Linked DNA regions of Hordeum vulgare: region 1 is linked to region 2. A link is a contact called in public HiChIP or PLAC-seq data. All regions are on one chromosome and are shown on one strand. The core of a region is the stretch at or near the end of the contact, and the rest is flanking DNA. Distances in the headings are between cores, read along the strand shown.

Region 1 (4,517 bases), core at 819-3,318, 830 kb after region 2:
ACAAACATGTCATATTGTCAAACTCAAGAAGTTTGACAACAAAAAAAGGGCTTCCCCACTACGAACCAATTGCCAATACACTTCATGATAATAACATTTGTTTCTTTGCCTGAGCAAGTCCAAGCAGTATATACCTCAAGCATCAGCACCCAGCATGGTTGGGGATCCTTGCAGCCTGCAAAGGGAAATATGAAAATGAAGATCGAAACTCAATCATTTTAAGAGGTAATGGCAAGTAATAAATACTGAGACCCTGAGACTGAATGCTGGATATAAATGTAATTTCGGCATGCAGGTGTAAGTAGGGAGTCAGTGCCATCCACAATTACTTTATTACATTTATCAGCACAGCATAAAAGCAAGTCTAAGTACTTGTATATAGTAGAAGACGAGCTACTGCAGGCTAGAAATAATGCAAGATGGTGACCAAAGCTCAGGTAATTGACTTGAGACAGGGGTTATTGTAGGAAAGTTCCAACACCGATAGCTAGGCACGAGAAGCCAGCTTACCCCATCCAGCTATGTCAGTTGCATCACGATGCTCCACTGTAAACTTTGACAAATGGCTCTGCACTTCACCCACAGTTTCCAACTGCTTTTCAGCAAGGGAGGAGCTAATTTCTACTGAGCTAGCAAATGAAGATGAAAAGAAGGTCAAGCATAATTGATAACGTAAATGAAAAATGCTAGAAATGTTGAGTGCAAGGCAGCATGAAAGTAACCAACATCATTAATGTTGATATGATACATGCAAGCACCACATTGTTTGGTCTTGCCAAACAAATAGGACTCTCTAGTCTCACTGAGCAACTTTTGATTAAGCAGGAAGGAAAATGACAAAAGAGCTGCTTACATGTATTTCATATTATTGTAGACTTTTGGCGGAGCATTTAACATCATGTAATCAAGTATGCACTTTGCACATGTCCCGGATCCACCTCCGATTTCATATATCTGGCCATTACAGGAATCCATTTCAAAGGGTTTGGTAAGAAAATAAGGTAAATAGTATAAAGTGTCATGATATGACAAAGCTCACGAGTGAATTTTAAAGTTTCACCCGTCGAGGTGTGAAGCTATATGGCAGGAAAATTATGAATGCACCTTCAATGGGACTGAAAGATTAGCCGTGCGGAGGATTGACGCAGCTATTGCATAGGCATACCATGGCTGCACCAGAGTATGAAAACATGCATCAACGGCCAAATTGGAAAGAGAATCGACGTTCCATTCTCTCTAACAGCTCAAGCACAAAGGGGCACCTTAAAAAGCTCCACTGGAGTAAACCAAGCAATATCATGCATCTTATACAGTTTATCAAGATGCTTCATGTACGCAGTCCTCCCTGCGTGGTATAACACCAAATTATTTGCAGCTATAAACACATGCCCAAGATATCAACACAGCATTGCACATAAGCAGCACCGAGCAAACATGAACAGTGTCTAGCATCCATCCAGGAAAGAACAACCATGACCCAAATGGCTCTATAAGCTTGAATAAAAACAACTCCACGCGGAACACTCACGCATACAACATGTTTGTGGAAATGCCGCCCCAACAAACAACTGAAGAAACCCAAATTCGTTGATCAAGTGCACCCCAACAGACTGAATTCAGAGAAGGAGCACGTGGGAGGCACAGAGCAAGCCGTACCGTCGAACTTGTGGAAGCGGATGGCGGAGTCGAGCACGCCCACGGGCCCCGACCGCTTAGAGAAGTAGCCGTGGTTGGGGTCGTAGAGCGCCGACCTCACGAAATCGCGCACCTGCGAGGGGAAAATCCCCCTGTCAGAGCAGCAGCCTACAGGGAGATCTCGGGGTGATCGGAGAGGCCTCGACGTTTACCAGAACGGGCTTGTCGCCGGCGACGATCCCCGACGAGAACAGAGCCGCCGGGGCCCACCGCACCGCGCGTCGGAGCGCGGGGATGGTTGCCAGGTACGCCGGCGCCATGCCGGAGGGAGCGCGTCGTTGCGGCGGCGGCGGCGGCGCTTCTGGACCTTTCCTCCGAAACCAGAATGAAATGAAACAACACTTGCTGGGCCGTTTCGGGTGCAAAGTAGAGCGTTTCGGGCCCAACCCCAAACCCGTCTTCTGTACAAGAGGAGAAGCCCACGGCCACCGTCGGGTCGCCGGCTCACACAGACAGAAGGGAAAAGCTGGGAGGAGAGAGAGAGAGAGAGAGAGAGAGAGAGAGAGAGAGAGAGAGAGAGAGAGAGAGAGAGAGAGCAATGCCGCGTGGGCTTGGTTGGAAGGGGATGGGGAGGGGCGGGGCTCAGACGAGGCCGATCGCGGCGATCCCCATCACCGTCGGCGGCGACCGGCGGGTGGCGCTCGAGGTGCGCAAGGCGGGGCTGGCGCACAAGGCGAAGGAGCTCGCGGAGATGGCCGAGGCGCCGGTCGCGGTGCTCTGCTCGGGCCTCGACGGCCAGGGCGTCGTACAGTGCTGGCCGTCGACGGAGACCGCGAGGGCGGTGGTGGGCCAGTTCCTCAAGCTCCCGAAGGAGGCCCGGTTCGTGTTCGATCAAGCCAACTACGTCGAGGGCGTGCGCGACGTGCAGGGGTCCAGGCTGGCCAGGGTGCGGGAGGGCGGCCTCGCCGCCGCGCTCGAGCTGTGGGAGAGCCCGCTCGACGGGATGCCGGAGGATGCGCTCCGGGAGCTGCTCGCTTCCATCGGCAGGTCCCTCGATGCCGCACGGAGCAGGATCCGGAGGCTGCAGCAGACCCAGCGTCGCGAGAGCGTGGCGGAGAACTTCGTGGTGGCGGGCGAGGCGCAGGGGACGCGGAGGCAGCCACGGGGCGCCGTCACGGACCACGATGCTGCGCGGAAGAAGCAGCTGGTGGCGAGCGAGGGGCACGGGAGCGGTGAGGTGCAGGGGACGCGTAGGCAGCCACGGGGCGCCGCCACGGCCCACGACGCAGCGCGGAAGAAGCGGCTGGTGAAGGATATTCCCAAGGTGAAGCCCGCCGACGCCGATGGCGCTGCGTGGAGGAAGCAGCTGGTGGAGGACTTCAAGGAGAAGCCCGTGCCCGCCGCCCCGTTCGATCCCGGGATGACGATCGAGCACATCAACGTCGGCGGGTACGTGATGGAGCGCGGCGCCTACGACTTCATCCAGCACGACCTCGGGATGCTCCCGCCCAGCCTCGAGCCCGAGCCGCCGGAGCCGGGCTACGACGACCCGTTGCGGCTGTGGTCGTGGGACGACTCCTCCTTCCCCCAGAGCGCGCCGCCGCCCAAGTGAGCCGCCTACGTGCTGGCTGGTGTGACGAGCTCACCCAATTTTGGAGGATAGCATCGTAGGGCTCTTGTCACTGCCGCCGCTGTCTGCTAGCTGGGTTCCGTAGTACCTACCGACAATAGCTTCACCGGTGGGTCTCGCCGCGTAGTCCCGATCATTTCCCCGGAGGCCCGGACAGCCATGGCGTGGAACTGGCATCGCTAGCTGTAGTCAGAGAAGCAGTAGCACACTAATAGTAACTGTAGAACTGGACACTGTAGATCGAATAAAAACTGTAGATCAATGAAATGTGGTTGGATAAAAAGGCACCATGGCCGATTTCGGCTTAGAACACCAAAAACTTCTTCTGGTTACGCTTTTCGGGGGAAATATCCAGTCTGCAAAACAATTGAGCAAGAGGTTAGAAATATTTCTTGGCTGACGTTGCATTTCCTCTGGCTCCTGAAAAAGACATTAGATAGACTGGATTAGAAGGATCCGTTATCCGAAAATTTGAATTCATTTCTTGTTTCCACTGTGAAAGCTTTATACACCAAAACCAAAGCACATGGCAGTATTTGGGTCATGTTCAGAATTTCGTCTGTTATTTGGATGTATGCCAAAATTTTCATGTTGTGATTTTTTTACAGAATGGCCTAATTCCATATATTAAGTATCACATGTTCTTACAAACACAAGGTGTCAAAGTCTTCTTCTTCCTTCATTCATCGTGTGTGCTTTGTGAAAGTAGTTCGATGCCGCCTCTGGGCATTCGCCTCAACGAAGCAAATTTGTTTAAATCCATGGGCTTGTACAAGCAACAGCCCGCTTTTGGATATCCGCATCAGCAAAAGCAAACTTATTTAGAACCATGGGTTTGCGGGTGGAAAGTTGTCAGATGCACACCATGAGATGCTTGCGGACACGATCCGTGAAGCAAATCGCCGCCTCAAAGAAGTAAACGTCAAAAGAGTGCATGTAAAAACTACGAAGACCATGAAAATGAGTTGAATTTAAATGGGTCCATCGAAAACCAAAATTGAGCGGTTTTCGGAAGTCCCGTCAAAGACACAACTCCACACACCCTTCGTCCACGATGAGCACACCAAGGAGAGAACCGAAAAGTTGGCAATCTTCTCTCCTCCCAATTCCGTCTCTTATTCCTATTTGGATGCCTGCCAATTTTCTTCATGTTGACATTCTTTAGCTAACTCTAGTTTATTTTTCTTGTCAATTTTGATAGAAATAATAATTCAAGGCAACAACCCCCCTATTTTTCACGGATCTTAGTGCA
Region 2 (4,531 bases), core at 17-2,516:
AAAAAGTTAAAATGCGTCAAAAATGCCATCTTCGCTCTTTTCAATAGCTTAGACATAAAGCTAGTCGCAAATTGCATTATGATCAACACTAAAATACCTAAGGCAGAAATTGCGCTATAGAAGACTGTGCGAACTAAATATTTAATATAGTCTATGTATGTATATAAAGACCAAATAGAAACGGTAAAATAAGTTCTTTTATGAAAACTAATAGCAAAAAAAAAATGTCTGTCTTCTCCTGTGTTGACCATAATTTGTCTTTTTTTGTGCGTTTTTTATTAACCCTACTTGCTTCGTACATAGCAAAAAAAAAAACCACTCCTGCTTATATCCGGTCGCGTCCGATAGAAATGCATGTTTTGGATGTCGTTTCCCCCTTATTCAACTTGTGGCCATTTTTTTAACAGAGTAGAGATACAATCGTTCGTATACACGTGCATACACTGACCTCTATAAACGCATATACGTACACCCTATTCCTATAAGCACCTACGAAAGACTAAACCGACATATCATTTTGAGATTTACGAAGTAACCGTAGACGCCTCGTCGTCGAAGGAAACATCTCCTTCCACTAAAAATGTATCATCGAAAATCCTGAAATAAATTCAGAAATAATGCAAACACGAAGACTTGACTCCTGATGGGTCGAACATATCCAGCTTTACTTACGTACGTAATTCATGCCACACAATCCCACACCTCACTATTTATTTACAAAGGGGCTTGTTAATTGTCTGCTCGCTAGCGTGTGGGCCTACTAATTCAAAGGCAAACCCCCATGTAACATAAGCAAAAGCTATTCGACCTCCTTTTATTAATTGGTATAGATAGATAGATAGATAGAGATGTAGAGATAAATAGATAAAGATAGGGATAGATATAGATATAGGTATGATTTGGAAAAAAAAAGATATAGATATAGCAGAAGCGACGCAAAAATCCTCTTTTTTTTAACTCAACGCCAAAATCCTTGTAGAGATAGATATAGATATATAAGTATGATTCAGAAAAGATATAGATATAGTGCGACCCAAAAATCTTTTTCGTGAGAGCCTACATGAATCTCCCGCAATCAACCAAACACACGGCATTACAATCGTGTATGTAAAAGGGAAGGGCAGAATACGATGGGAGGTGGAGACATGTACACATGTTGCTCGCACACAAATACACCCAAAGTCCAGGGTCAACAAGTCTGCCACATTTGGCTGCTTGTCACTTGGTTTCCCTCCCATCCCCCCCTCGTGCTTTAAAACGGCCAAACCCCGTTCCGCCGTAGCGCACACAAACACAACCTCCTTCCCCTCTCTCCACGTAGGCCAAGGGACGAAGCGAAGGGAACGGGCGACGTCGATGGCGGCAGCGAACGGCGGCCAGGGGTTTGAGGTGCCGGAACTGGACATCAAGTTCACCAAGCTCTTCATCAATGGCCAGTTCGTCGACGCAGCTTCAGGTACGCAGAGCTTCCTCTCCTTTTTTTCCCGCGGCGGTCGCGTAGGTGTGGACGAGTCCAGCAGCGCCGCGGCTGCCTCCGCCGGTCGTTGTCTTGGGGTAGAAAAGCGAAAAAATTCTTTCAGCGGCGCTCCGATTACCTCGCCGTCTTACCGGTCCCTCCGATCTGGAGCCCCAACTCCCCTGCATACCAGGGAATAGAGAGAGAGGGAGCGAGGGAGGCGGCAGCTCCGGAGCAGGGGAGGCCACCCGAGTAGAGGAGCGTGTGCGCGCCTGCACCATGGAGGACGGTCGGCGCTAGGGAGTGCATGCGAGCGCGTCCCGCTGCTCGTGGGAGGCGCGAGGCGCCGCCGCTGCTGAGTGCTACCTGCGTGAGACACTGAGGGATGAGAGCGAGGCCGCAGCAGCAGATGGCGATGGCGATGGCGGGATGGTGGTAGACGTGGAGCAGGGCGAGCGGGCGGCAAGCGGGGAGGATGGGCAGCGTGTGGCGGAGGCAGCTCGTAGCAGCGTGGATCTTGGATAGGCAAAACACGTGCGCCCAGCGGAGAGGACCCGACGCGGCAGCGCGAAGACGGCGGAGACCGAGAGCAGAGGGTGCCCGGAGGAGAAGCACCGGCGGCGAGGCCAGGCAGGCCAAGGGGCGGGGACATGACCAACTGCTGACAGTATGATCAACAAAGATTACGACAAATGGATGGATACCAGATTAATCTTGGGATAATCGACAGTGTCCAATCCGACGAGTATCTTTCGTCATGCGCACGCCGGCCCCATCGATGTGGCGAATATCTCTCGTCCGCCGGTCCTAGCTCGTCTTTGTTGCTTGCGCTGTCCTCGAGGTTTTCTTTTGTTGCTTGCGATGTCCTCGAGTCGATCGCTAACAGTTTTGTAACCTTGTTGCTGCTCTGATGGAAATTCTTGATGGTTACACGTACGGGCGTAACTCGAGCCATGTCACCACTTCTTTTTTATAGTGGGAATAAGACTAACTTCACCATCATATCATGGTAAGACCACTAACAAAAATTACGATGCCTCGCGCCCGAAGCATATCCGTGTGGGGCTCGCACACTTTGTCTCTCTCCTCCCACTGCTGGCTATAAGTCATCTTATAGCCTATCTTATAGCTAGCTTGTACAGTAGTTAGTTATAAAAGAGTACTACTTTTATCATATATGGTCTACATTTCATTCTTACAAAGTACCTAAAAGCATGTGCTAAAGCTAGCTCTTCACGAAGAGCCTGTTTTTCTTCTCTCTCATCTTCTCTCTCATTTAAAAAATATAGTATTTTAATCCTTACAGCCTGCCGATTGTACCTTATTGTACTTGCTCGTACATGAAAGCACTGCATTAGGATCACATAATACATGCTGCCCCAAGGTATCTGCATTAAGATTGCCTTACTTTTCTTGACTGTATTTCATTTCATTAGCTGAACCCGTACGCTTATGCATGCAAACAGGCAAGACGTTCGAGACCCGGGACCCACGCACCGGCGAGGTGATCGCCAGGATCGCCGAGGGAGACAAGGCCGACATCGACCTCGCCGTGAAGGCCGCCCGCGACGCCTTCGACAACGGCCCCTGGCCCAGAATGCCCGGCTGCGTACGTGATATGTTCCGGCCCATCGATTGACATTTTGGGCCTATCTACCATAAATTTATAGTCGACTGTTTTCAAAATCGCGGCTTCTTTTCCCGCCGATAACTAACATGGCGCGAGGGCAGGCAAGGGCAAGGATCCTGCACAAGTTCGCCGACCTGGTCGACCAGCACGTGGAGGAGCTGGCGGCGCTGGACACGGTGGACGCCGGCAAGCTGTTCCAGATGGGCAAGCTGGTGGACATCCCCGGAGGCGCCAACCTGCTCCGGTACTACGCCGGTGCCGCCGACAAGATCCACGGCGAGACGCTCAAGATGGCGCGGCCGCTGCACGGGTACACGCTCAAGGAGCCCGTCGGCGTCGTGGGCCACATCGTGCCCTGGAACTACCCCACCACCATGTTCTTCTTCAAGGTCAGCCCCGCGCTCGCCGCCGGGTGCACCATGGTCGTCAAGCCGGCCGAGCAGACGCCCCTCTCCGCGCTCTTCTACGCTCACCTCGCCAAGGAGGCCGGGATCCCCGACGGCGTCCTCAACGTCGTGCCCGGCTTTGGCCCGACGGCCGGTGCGGCCATGGCTTCTCACATGGACATCGACAAGATCAGCTTCACGGGATCCACGGAGGTCGGGCGGCTGGTCATGCAGGCGGCGGCCCTGAGCAACCTCAAGCCCGTCTCGCTGGAGCTGGGGGGCAAGTCCCCGATCATCGTGTTTGACGACGCCGATGTTGACATGGCCGTGAGCCTCGTTAACATGGCCACCTACACCAACAAGGTACGTACTACTGTGCTCTGTTTTATCATCGTGGCTCAGGCAACAGGCTGGATCAAACTCTCATGCATTCGTGGTTTCTGCTACTGTGGCATCGCAGGGCGAGATCTGCGTCGCTGGCACGCGCATATACGTGCAGGAAGGGATCTACGACGCCTTTGTGAACAAGTCAGTGGAGCTTGCCAAGAAATCCGTGGTCGGAGATCCTTTCAACCCGAACGTACATCAAGGTCCTCAGGTATTGATCGAGCTTCTGCTTCCAGCTTCTGTATATGTGCTCTGCAGATTCAGAGATTAAAGCTCTAATTAACGACCACTCATGCACGAATAAATCCAACCAAGGTTGACAAGAATCAATACGAGAAGGTCCTCAAGTACATCGACGTCGGTAAGAGCGAAGGCGCCACCCTACTCACCGGAGGGAAGGCCTGCAGCGACAAGGGTTACTACATCGAGCCCGCCATCTTCACCGACGTCAAGGCATAAACCCTCCCTGCTCCTCACCATCACTGAACATGTTACAAAATAGGGGGATTGCATGCTGAATTGTTACAAAATACGATCCTTTTCACGCAGGATGACATGTCGATTGCGCAAGAGGAAATCTTCGGGCCGGTGATGGCTCTCATGAAATTCAAGTAGGCGTTTACATTTTGTCTGCCTGAACATTTTCAACCTGACAGTTAGACACACGGATGG

What was found. HiChIP or PLAC-seq counts read pairs in DNA pulled down with a chosen protein or histone mark.
Region 1: a contact with region 2 is called in an H3K4me3 HiChIP or PLAC-seq map of embryo, with 6 times the contacts expected there. The contact joins the promoter of LOC123445174 here to the promoter of LOC123445171 in region 2. A contact is called at or near these places in 1 of 6 Hi-C or Micro-C datasets (leaf) and 1 of 1 datasets of contacts at active chromatin or transcription factors (embryo).

What each region holds. Positions count from the first base shown.
Region 1 is chr3H:569,289,946-569,294,462 of MorexV3_pseudomolecules_assembly, forward strand. It overlaps LOC123445174, which reads right to left and starts at 2,069. Exons shown (of 13, transcript XM_045122125.1): 1 at 1,848-2,069; 2 at 1,657-1,768; 3 at 1,263-1,345; 4 at 1,105-1,170; 5 at 854-954; 6 at 511-629; 7 at 135-175. The coding sequence starts at 1,955.
Region 2 is chr3H:568,457,321-568,461,851 of MorexV3_pseudomolecules_assembly, forward strand. It overlaps LOC123445171 (aldehyde dehydrogenase family 2 member C4-like), which reads left to right and starts at 1,267. Exons shown (of 7, transcript XM_045122119.1): 1 at 1,267-1,456; 2 at 2,923-3,065; 3 at 3,188-3,835; 4 at 3,933-4,070; 5 at 4,175-4,312; 6 at 4,409-4,470. The coding sequence starts at 1,357.